Regions from separate parts of the Oryctolagus cuniculus genome. Here region 2 is linked to region 1. The links are chromatin contacts, called in public Hi-C maps. All regions are on one chromosome and are shown on one strand. The core of a region is the stretch at or near the end of the contact, and the rest is flanking DNA. Distances in the headings are between cores, read along the strand shown.

What was found. Hi-C and Micro-C count contacts between places; a contact is called where the count stands out from the background.
Region 2: a Hi-C map of an unstated tissue shows a contact between it and region 1, with 11 times the contacts expected there. The contact joins two enhancer-like sites. A contact is called at or near these places in 3 of 6 Hi-C or Micro-C datasets (ear pinna, psoas muscle and an unstated tissue).

What each region holds. Positions count from the first base shown.
Region 1 is chr10:104,655,848-104,661,758 of mOryCun1.1, forward strand. All of the region lies in intron 11 of ANO10 (anoctamin 10), which reads left to right. Among named protein-coding and RNA genes, the nearest start is that of ANO10, 94 kb to the left of the region's middle. Within about 2 kb of position 2,619, at least 2 of the 8 cell types and tissues checked have an H3K27ac peak or open chromatin away from gene starts, as enhancers often do.
Region 2 is chr10:104,948,760-104,954,670 of mOryCun1.1, forward strand. No RefSeq gene overlaps it. Among named protein-coding and RNA genes, the nearest start is that of POMGNT2, 46 kb to the right of the region's middle. Within about 2 kb of position 2,937, at least 2 of the 8 cell types and tissues checked have an H3K27ac peak or open chromatin away from gene starts, as enhancers often do.

The sequences.
Region 1 (5,911 bases), core at 1,369-3,868:
AGGCGGGCCTGGTGCACGCACGCACAGCAAGGAGACGACACCTGGCAGGCTGCACCGCCGCGAGCAAGGTGCAGAGCAGAGGGCGATGGGGCCAGAAACTCAGCAGGTCGGCTTCCCAGGTCACCGGGTGGCCTGGGACCCGCCTGATGGTCGATGGTCTCACTCGCTCGTGGTAATGAGTAATTAGGTCCCTCTGGCTTCTGTGTGTGTGTCAGCAGAGACAGTCCAGGTAGGAGGCCTTGGCAGTGACATGAGACAGAGGTGGTGGCGGCCTGCACACACGGAGCAGATGGGGATGCGGTTGAAGAGGCTGGATTCTGGGCAGACTGTCAGGGCAAGATCAGAAGGATTTGATGAGGGGTTGAGAGTGGGATGTGAGAAAAGGGACGAAGCCCCAAGGAATGACCCCCAGCTTTGACCTATGCGGCGTAGCGAATGGAATGACCATGTCTGGGACAGGGACAGCATCATAAATGATTGGTGTTACGTAAGAAGTAGGTGATACTGTAACAGCGTCATGTCTTTAGTGTTGAACTTGAGGATGAACCTAAAGTGCAATAATTTTAAATTACAGCCTTGTGGGAACACTATGTCTGCCATATACTCTGTTCATCCTTGAAATTTGGGGGAGGAGCGAATATTTTTTCTCCTATTTATAGCTTAAATGCCTTATTATTTTTAGCATTTTAGGAAGCAAGATATAACAAAAATTCATTTATTCCATGAGTAAGCTTTTATATTTATTAAAAGAAGAAGAGGAGGGGAGGGAGGGAGGGAGGGAAAGAGAATGCGCTCTCATCTGCTGGTTCACTCCCCGAATGCCATGGTGGCTGGGGAACCAGTGCTGGGAGCTGGGAACTAATTCCAGCTTCCTCCTGTGGGGGTCAGGGGCCCCGCTGCTGGAACTGGGCTACCTCCCAGAGCAGGAAGCCAGAATCAGAAGCCTGAACTGGTAATCGAGATTACCCAGGTATTCTAATATGGGACGTGACCATCTCTGTTTCCTTTTAAAGAAGGATTGATTGATTTGAAAGGCAGAGTTAGAGAGAGGGATCTGTCTTCCATCTGCTGCTTCACTCCCCAAATGACCACCATGGCAGTGCCGGACCCATCCGAAACCAGGAGCTGGGAGCTTCCTCCTGGTCTCTCACATGGATGTGGGGGCTCAAGTGTTTGGGCCATCCTCTGCTGCCCTCCCAGGCACATCAGCAGGAAGCTGAATCGGAAGTGAAGCAGCCAGGACTCGAACCGCTGCCCATATGGGATGCTGGTGCTGCAGGTGGTGATGGCTTTACCTGCTACGCCACAGCGCCATCCCCAGGATGTGGACATCTTAACTGGCTTCTTGACCATTGGGCCAAGCTCCTACCCTGCTAGATACCTTTTATCCCTATTACATGTACGCATATTTTCCCGGCCCTGCAGAGAGAATACAAAAAGTACAACCTCTGTCCTTGGGCCACGCTAGCTGAACATAAATGAATGGGGGCGAGAGCTGCCGTGTAATACCAGATTCAGGGAATCCTGCTGATGGCTGCTTTTTGAATTCTTGACTTGGCAAGTGCGTGTGTGTCACCCTCTCCTCTGGGACAGCTGTCACGGAATGACAGTGTTTGGGTTCTGTGATCTGAAAGATGGCTTCCTGAACGGAGCCTGCGAAGCAGTTGCGCTGCATCGTTCCCGTCACGTGCAGGAGCCGGCGGCAGTCCTGCAGCGCACCTCGAGTAAAGGGCTGGAGCGGGGTAGAGTTTGGGGTTTCGCTGGTCCCCGAGTCAACCCCTGGAGAGGGTGACATCTTGAGAAAAACGTGTGCTCCTCTGTCAGCTCGCTGCGGAAGTACTGTCAAGGGAGTCCAGCCTGCAACCAGCCCTCAGGCTTAGCAGGAAAAATGCTGCAACAAAGCCATTTGCATTTGAATTTGATTTTCCCATAGAAGTGCTGTAACAGAGCATATTGATTCTGGCCAGAGAGCCAGAAAACGCTGCTCAGTGTTTTGAAAAGATTGCTGTAAAATATGGATTAAACTATATTTATTGTCAAATCTAAGTGCATTTGCCATCAAGCTTGCGTGGTAGGAACAGACCAGCAGGCGCTCTGGCGTTGGGTGTATGCTGCCCCCTCTCTCCGCGGAGGGCCTGCTGTGCTTCGTGCTTTCTCCCTGCGTTTCACTGAGGCGTGGAATTCAGAGCTCCCTTCAGATTTTTCCCAGCCACTTTGAAAGGTACATTGAACTAATTTTTAACCTTTTCGAGAAACGAATTCAGAAATGATTTTCTGTCATTTCTCATCTTGATGGTTCGTTGAAGAGACTTTGCCCTCTAGAGTAGGTGAACTACCCTGATTTTTAAAACCAACAGCTCTATTAGCAGTGTCAGAAAATCACACATTCACAGCCACACCGCAGTCAGCTGGGTACCAGTCCCGCGGGCAGATCCGTCTGTCTCAGTAGAGATGGTTCATGCTTCTCCTTCGGATCCTCTGCCTTGGCTTGCCTGCTTGTATTGGATTTTTTTTTTTTTTCCCATCTGCATTTCCCCAGCACTTTACTCATATCGCGTTGTTTATCCAACAAGCCTGAAAGCCTCCGTGCAAGTGGCAGCCTTCCTTGGGTTTGCTGAACTGTGCAGTCCTGCCCCCGCCGGGCAGTCCCTGCCTGCAGGGCCACTGCAGCAGGACGCGTAGCTGTGAAGTGATGAGTCCTTTCTTGACGAGAAATTCATTGAGAAAGTCAGACCCATCTGGGCTGGCAGAGCAGCCACAGCAGCCCGGAAGCTTTGGCTGGGGTTGGCCTGAAACCGATTGGAAACTTGTCTGTCTGTCTGTCTGTCTCTGTCTGTCTGTCTGTCTCTCTCTCTCTCTGATTGGTTCAGAAATAATCTAGCCGCTTGAGAAAATGGGTCATTTTTCTGTTAGGACTGTGCCCCAGTCTTCCTTTTCATACTGTTGTTCTCTTCCTGTGGTCTCCCTGGTCCCCGTCTCTCCATTCATTCATTGCTGCTTAGCTTCTGATTCATCTGCAGGGAGCAGGAAAGTTGCTGTGTGACTTTGTAGCCATCACATGTGATCTTTGGGCTTGCTTCCCTCGTCCTTCTGCTGGGATGCGCATTGGTACTGGTATGTTTCTAATGTTTTATTTCCCCCTAAGGAAAAGAACTATTACCCTCCCCTCAAAAAAAAAAATCAAAATATATAAGAAAGTTTATTTCAGTTCTGACCAGTTTTAAAGGTGTGTTAAACCACTAGAGGGAGCCCATATTGTTCTGATTTCCAAATCCTGTAATGTTTTGACAGCTTGATGTGTGTGTGTGTGTGTGTGTTTTTTTGTTTGTTTTTTTTTTTTTTTTTTTTGGCTATAGAAAGGATACCCTCAGCCAATGGTTTACACACCCATAACTTTTAAAATTGTGATAAAATACACGTAACACAAAATTGACCATCTTGGCCATTTTTTCCCCTAAGATTTATTTATTTTATTTGAAACAGTTTTGGAGAAAGAGAGAGGGAGAGAGACAGAGAGAGGTCGATCTTCCATCTGCTGGTTCATTCTCCAGGTAGCTATAATGGCCAGAGCCAGAACCTTCATCTAGGTCTCTAATATAAGTAGCAGGGGCCATCCGCTTGGGCCATCGTCAGCTGCTTTTCCCAGCCCTTTAGCAGGGAGCTGGATCAGAAGTGGAACAGCTGGGACTCAAACTGGTGTTCATATGGGATGCCTGTGTCGTGAGTGGTGGCTTACCCTGCTATACCCCAATACTGGCTCCCATCTTGGCCATCTTTAACTGTAGTCCTAAGTCATAATGTTCTGCAGCCATCACCACCATCTGCTTCCATAACTCTGCTTACCTTGTGAAACAGAAACTCTACCCATTAAGCAATATCTCCCCTCCCCCAGATCATGCCAGCAACCATTCTTTCTCCTTCTATGACTTGACCTCACAGAGTACCTCATACTTGCATAAGTTGAATCATGAAGTATTTGTCTTCTTATGACTGGCTTATTTCACTTCACATAACTTCCTCATGGTTCACCCATGTTGTAGCATATGGCAACACTTCTTCCTTCTTCAGGCTGAATACTATTCCATGGCATGTTGTATTAGCTTTTTGTCACCCTAACACATACCTGAGAGAAACTACTTAGGAAGGCAGGAAGTTTATTTCTTTTTTTATTTTTTTATTTTTATTTTTTGACAGGCAGAGTGGACAGTGAGAGAGACAGAGAGAAAGGTCTTCCTTTGCCATTGGTTCACCCTCCAATGGCTGCTGCGGCTGTTGCGCTGCGGCCGGCGCACCGCGCTGATCCGATGGCAGAAGCCAGGAGCCAGGTGCTTTTCCTGGTCTCCCATGGGGTGCAGGGCCCAAGCACCTGGGCCTTCCTCCACTGCACTCCCTGGCCACAGCAGAGAGCTGGCCTGGAAGAGGGGCAACCAGGACAGAATCCGGCGCCCTGACCGGGACTAGAACCCAGTGTGCCGGCGCTGCAAGGCGGAGGATTAGCCTAGTGAGCCACGGTGCCGGCTAGGAAGTTTATTTCTGCTGGTAAGTTTTGGTTTTGGAGGTTCACAGTTGGGCAGTCCCAGTAATCTGGCATCTGATGAAGGCAGTGAGTGGCAGAGTGAGGATAGGCAAGAGAAGTGGTGAGCCAGGAGGCAGAGACTCCGTATGGTCTCTGGTTATGAAGTCACCAGTCACCGGGATTCACTCCCAGGCTCCACCTCCGGAAGTTAATATGATGATATCATTTTCCAAGCCCTCCTCCTCTTCAGACACCATAACTGGGTTAAGTTCTAGTCCCATGAACATAATATCTGAGGCCGAAATTATTATCCAAACCAGAACACATGTACTTAAAATGTTTTGCTTACATATATGTTGATACTTGAGTTGCTTCTGTGTTTTAGCTGTGAATGATGTTTTATGAACATGGCTGTACAAATACTTTTTGAGACTCTGCTTTCAGTTATTTTGAATATATACCTAGAAGTAGAGTTGCTGGATTGTATGGTAATTCTATTTTTAATTGTTAAAGAGCGCCATACTGTTTTCCAAAGCAGCCATACCATTTTACGTTCCCATGAATGGTGCGTGAGGGTTCCAGTTTCTGCATATCCTCATCCACATATATTATTTTCTTTTTTAAAATAGTAACCATTGTAATGGGTGTGAAGTGGTCTTTAGGTTTATTTTAAGAAGAAAAATGGAAGATGACCAGATGAGGACAATTGCTTATACACACAGTGCTCCTGTAGTCCACGTCACGGAATGTGATGTGGGTGAAGTAGCTGGGGACAGGACATTTTGACGGCCTGTCGCCGGGGCCCATGGCTCTCCCCCTCCCCTTTTGTAACACTCAAGATAATCTTCCACGCCTTTCCTATCCCCTAGTCCTTGAACAGATGTGTCCTGTTTAGCAGAATATCTGTCACGTGTGGACACTGCTGAGCTGGGCTCTGTGGCAGGTTGGAAGGTGACTAACCAGCGGTCCTTCCTGTCCGGGTCACAGCCTTCACCATCCGTGCGCCGGGGGGTGTGTATTGGCCTCGTCCAGCGTGTTCTTCCTTTGCCCTGCCCTGCCTCTGCCTGGCGAGCTTTGCCCCCTGGTTTCTCGGATCCCCCACGCTTCTTCAGTGTGCCGAGGTTTTCTCACTCTTCCCTTAGTGGAGTCGTGGTATCCCATCTCTTGACATCGTTGGTGTTGATACAGTTTCACTTCTCCTATTCCAGAGAACAGCTGATGTATTCAGCGAGAGATGTGAGTTGGGTCAGTGCTGCACACAGTACCCCAATCTCCCAGCCCTCTTCTAGACCTTTTGTAAGAAGCTTCACCTTTTGGTTGTGTTTCTGAACATTATTCAAGTTGGAGCTCTAAGAAGTTGTATAGTTCTGGAAGCTTACATGTCCTTTCCAAACC
Region 2 (5,911 bases), core at 1,687-4,186, 290 kb after region 1:
AATAGACGTTTTCTGGTGTTATCATTTCAGTTCCCTGGTTTCTTTTACTGTACTTTAAATTTATATTTCCTTTTACTGTATTTTAAAATGGATTTTCTTACTGGTTTCTTTGTGGATTACTATCAGTATATTAATTTAAAGCAATCTATTGGGATTAATAATAATTAAATTTCAACAGTATACAGAAACTTTGCTCATATATAGTCCCATACCTTCCACAATTCCTTTGTGCTATGGTTGTCATGAAAATTACATCTTTATACATAATATACAGCTTACACATACACACAAATTATATCTTTATACATGATATACATCAATATTCTCTATGTGGCTGCCTTTTAAATCAGAAGAGTTATCAAAAATTATACTGTCTATAATATTTACATAAGAAGGTATTTTACTAGTGTTTTTTATTTCTTGATGTGATTATCAGCATCTACTATCTATAAAAACCTGAGGAACTTCCTTTGATGGTGCTTATAAAGCAGATGTGGGAGCTGGTGCTGCGGTATAACAGGTAAAGCCACTGCATCCCAGATCCGGCTCCCTGCTAATGCCCCTGGGAAAGCAGTGGAAGACAGTCCAAGTCCTTGGGCCACTGTACCCATGTGGGAGAACCTGAAGAAGCTCCTGGCTCCTGGCTTTGGACCAGTCCAGCTCTGATAATTTGGGGAAGTGAACCAACAGATGGAAGATCTCTCTCTCTCTCTCTTTCTCTCTCTGTCTCCCCCCTCCCCACCCATTGTAACTTGGCCTTTCAAATAAATTAATTTTTTAAAAAAAATAAGCATAGCCAGTGCCACGGCTCACTAGGCTAATCCTCCGCCTGTGGCGCCGGCACACCGGGTTCTAGTCCCAGTCGGGGCACCGGATTCTGTCCCGGTTGCCCCTCTTCCAGGCCAGCTCTCTGCTGTGGCCTGGGAGTGCAGTGGAGGATGGCCCAAGTGCCTTGGGCCCTGCACCCGCATGGGAGACCAGGTGAAGCACCTGGCTCCTGGCTTCAGGTCAGTGCCGTGCACCGGGCACAGCGGCCATTGGAGGGTGAACCAACGGAAAAGGAAGACCTTTCTCTCTGTCTCTCTCTCTCTCTCCGTCCACTCTGCCTGTAAAAAAAAAAAATAATAATAATAAGCATATATGTTATTGATGAATTCTCTCAGCTTTTGTTAATCTAGAATATCTTAATTTTACTTCTATTTTTGAAGGATAGTGTTGCTGAATTCACAGCCTTTTTCTTTCAGCACTTTAAATATGTCATCCAAATGCCTTCTGTCTGCCACTTCTGATAAGAATTTCCATCGCTTGTCTTATTAAAAAGCTCTTGTTTGTGGACAGTAATTTTTCTTTTGTTGTTTCCAAGATGTTTTCTGGGTCTTTGACCTTCAATATTTTGACTAGGACACATATCGGTACATATGAATTTGAATTTATCACACTTGGACTTTATTGGGGTTCCTGGATGTATGGATTAAATTTTTCAATCAAATTTGAGAATTTTCAGTCTCTGTTTCTTCCAATAGTTTTTCTGTACCATTCTGTCTTTCCTCTCCTCTGAGTCTGTTATGCAAATATTGATACACCTGGGGGAATCCTCTGGATTTCTGATACTGTCACTTCATTTTTCTCTCACTTCATCAGAATGGATAATCTCAACTGACTGATGCTCTGGTTTGCTCATTCTTTCTTCTCAAATCTGCTACAGAACTCCTCTAGTGAATTTCTCATTTCAGTTCTTACACTTTTCAACTAAAAAATTTCAATTTGACTCTTTTTTAAAAAAAAATTCTGTCTTTTTATTGAAACTACCTATTCAATGGGAATTTGCAGTATTTTCCTTCAATTCCTTAGACCTGGCTTTCTTTAATGACTTGAACATATTTTAAAGTCTAATAATTCAATGTATGGCCTTATTTATGGATAGTTTCTATTGATTGCTTCTCCCCTCTCCCCATATGTTGGTCATACTTTCCTGTTTATTCCATGTCTCATAACTTTTTGTTGAAAATTGGACATCTTAGATAATAGTGTAGAAGATGTGAGAATAAGAACAGCCCGTCCCCAGGGTCGTTGCTGTTCTTGCTTGTTGTCACTCTGCTTACTTAGTGCTTTTGCAGGATCACTTCCTGTAGAACAGGGACACTGAAGTGTCTGCTCAGTTTGTGTAGGTGTCAGGTCCTGATTGGTCAGAGGGCATTAAATTCCTTAAACCAACGTATTTTCCGCCCTTGCCAAAGGGCCTGTGTATGCGGAAGTGAGCCTTGAATAGTCAAGCAGGTCACTGCTCGGCCTCAGCTCAGTGTGAGCAAGAGGTGAGAGGTGGGGCTCCATCTTTCTCCTGAGCAGGCTCGCAGGATACCCATTTGGCTCCGTAGATTGTCAAGAACACACCAAAGTTTCCCAGCTATGGACATGCAATTCCCTAAATGTTCCTTCTACAGGTCTGACCAGCCTCTTCACTTTGCTCTGGGGGCAGGATTTTTCAGATGCTCCAAACCCAGTCTAACAATTCACTCCAGCTCATAAAACGCCGATGTTCTGCTCTTGCTTCTTGTCTTTTCTCATGAAGAACCCTCCTTCACCCCAACTACCCTATTTCAACTAAAGGACATAGTAGAGCTTCCACAAATTTGGTCTTACTTAAAACCAAGCAGGACTGGCTTTGACAGGATATGATAAAAAGGCTCAGAAAGGGCCTAGTTTTGCTTTCTCTTTTAGCAGACAATGTGGTCTAACTGCCTTGATCCCCCACAAACCACAGGAGCTCAGGTTGCAAGGTAAAGTCAGGATACAACCCAGGCTTCTCATCAGCGCTCCTTGAGTTGTTTCCTCCCAAGGTGTCTGGAGTGGTCTCAGCATCATGAACCAAGCACCAAGTGGACTGTGTGGTTGTGTGTGCTGACGCATCCCCACACCCCACCACCACCACGTGGTGGCCTTGGGGACTGGGAAGTGGGAGAGGGAGCAAGTGAACTGGTGTTCAGAGAAGTGTTACCTACAAACCCACAAGACTCCATAAGGGCTACCACTTTGCCACTGGAAAATAAAGTTGGGCCTACTTCCTCAGTGTAGCTATTCCCAGAGCACAGAGCGGCCTCTGGAAAGATCCAGCTGTCATGTCTTTGTCCCTTCTCCATGTTGAGCTGGTTGGCAGTGAACGTGGCAGGAAGAACTTGGCAGCTGCAGTGGCCAGAGGAGTGTTCTGTGCCGCATTTACAGAGTCACGTTTCCCACTTGATTGAAAGTAGAATCTTCAATAATATATAGATTTTAAGCGACTGAAGGCTTGCTCACGCCAAGTCCTAGCGTAAGGCGTATTTTTACAGCTGAGATGATAAATCCCTGAATGACGGCACTTACCACGGAACTGCTGACACAGCCTTTCATTCCTTTCACAGTGATTAAAATCCTCATTTCAATTTGTTTTTCTTTATTTTGAGCTGGAGTCATTTGCAAGCCCAGGAACACATCTCGCTGTGATAGAAAACGAAATGCTGCCCTCTGTCGGGAAGACGATGGAACTGTTCTGAACCCCCTAGAGTGGTCAGATCTTGGTTTGGAGAATCAAGGATAGCCAGAAAAGTGAGCTTTCATACCTGCAGTCTTGCCAGGAAAGAAACTCCCATAGGGCAAACCTTCGCCACAGAGAAAGTGAGGCAGAGAAGGGAAGACAAGCAATCAACGATGCATCAAAGCGGACGCCGCAGGAGGCAGCTGGAAATATACCCTTTGAGGAATTCTGAGACGAGGCATCTCAGATCAGCTCTTCTACAGCACAGGGGAGCTGGATGTTTATGCACCAGCTCCCATCAGTCACTGGTTTCAGGTTGCTCTGCACCAACTCCTCTGCACTGCTAGCTTCAATGGCCAGAGGAAGGCCTCAGCAAACGCGTGGTCTCGGCAGTTGGAGGTCGAGCCTTTGCTATGCAGGCCCAGGTACATGTGCTCAGCCTCTGACCTGTCTGCTATACTGACTCTCCTTCATCCCTTCTAGTCTCTTTGGACTATTTGATTTGCACACATATGTTACATGATTGGAATTTAAGATATTCTTTCTGTTTATCCAAGGCCTACAGTGGCTGCCAAACCAAAAGTTCAGTGATCCTAGGAAACAAATGGCCCTGAAAGTCTTTCAACTTTGCAAATCTTTTAGGGTGGACATCTTCATCTGCCAGTGAGATCTCAGCAGTGCTCTGGCTCGGAGAGCTGATGTGTCTCAAATGTTGCAGCTTAGCAAGGCTTCCATCAACAATGCCAATCACAATAGAACTTGACCTAATGGGACTCGAACATATCCTTAGTTCTTCACAGGGTCAGAGCTCTGCAACAGGGGTTTCCAAAATGAGTCCCAATGATGAGCGATCAGTCTACAAGGATTCCCCTCAGCTCAGAGTTCAGACATCAGCTAAGGTTGATAAGCTGTCTCGGTATAGCATTTCCCTAAAGATCACAATACCAACTAAGACACAACAGCACTTCAAGTCTGTGGAAAATGCAATTTAAAGAGAAGTTTATTTTGGTGCACTGCATTTTCATAATATAGATCTTTCATGAACTTTTTGAAGTAGCTTCATTTAAAAAAAAATCTAGTTATTTGAAAGGCAGAGGGGTGGGGATGAGGAGAGACACAGAGGGAGAGACAGAGAGCAAGCAAGTGCACCCATTTGCTTGTTCATTCCTCATTGGCTGCAACAGCTAGGGCTGGTCCAGGCCAAAACCAGGAGCCTGTACATCCATCTAGGTCTCCTACATGGGTGGCAGGGGCCCATCTTCCACTACCCGAGCAGGTGTATTAGTAGGAACCTAGATCAGAAGTGGAGCAGCCAGGACTCACATCAGTCCTCAATATGGGATGCCAGTGTTGCAGGTGGTGATTTAACCTGCTGTACCACAACACTGGCCCTCATATGAAAAGCTCTGTAACCTGTAAGAGGGAAGGTCTTGTCATCACATGTAAGGGTGGGTCCAAGTCCACGAAGACACATATGCCAACATAGGCTATGTGTTATAGTACTAAGGCTTACGCTCCGCCTGGGGCAGAGATCTTAGTAGTAAAATGAAGCAAAGGGTGACCTTTGCCTACTTTCTGACCAATGTGCCCCCTTGCTGTTCTCGCAGTAGGGTCTGGAGGCAACCAGGGCAGCTGGAGATTCCATCTTTCTAAAATGTGACTGAAGATCCAAGAAAAAAATGTTGTAGAACATCAGACCCTTTTAAGGTCTTGAAACAGAAGTCACAATGAAGGCTTTTGAGCTACTAAGAATAGAAAGACTGGAAAGATACAAACAAGCCAAAAGGGAAGAAACGGCACTGATGTGTGTCAAGGAAGACAATCAAAATGAGGCAGGATCAGCTCAGGGCACTTGAGATGGAGTTGGGAGGCCACTGGCGAGCGAGCTTTCCGGCACGTGTACAGTGGCACCTTTGACCTGGGCTTCCTGCACAAAAGCACGTATGCCCCAGATTCGTGCTGACCTCTGCACTGGGTCAAACTGCCATCCACTCATTTTCGTTAACCATTTGTAACCCCTCCCCTTGCTTCTCTTAAAGGACCTAAGGGTTGAACTCCCAACCTTTTTTTTTTTCTTTTTCTTTTCTTTGTAGTAAGAAAGAAATAAAATTTTAAAATATGAAAGCAGAGCCCTAGTCACTTTTCTTCACACTGACTTGGAACTTCACCTTCTAATACTTACACCTAGTTCAACCTTAGATTAGCTGATGGAAAACAAAACCATTTTCTTTTCTTTAGGATCCATTTATTTATTTGAAAGGCAGAGAGAGAGAGAGAGAGAGAGAGAGAGAGAGAGAGAGTTCATCCACCTGCTGGTTCACCCCACCCCCTCAAATGCCTGCAACAGTCAGGTGTGGGCCAAGCCTACAGAGTTAACAGGAACCCAAGCACTTGAGCCAT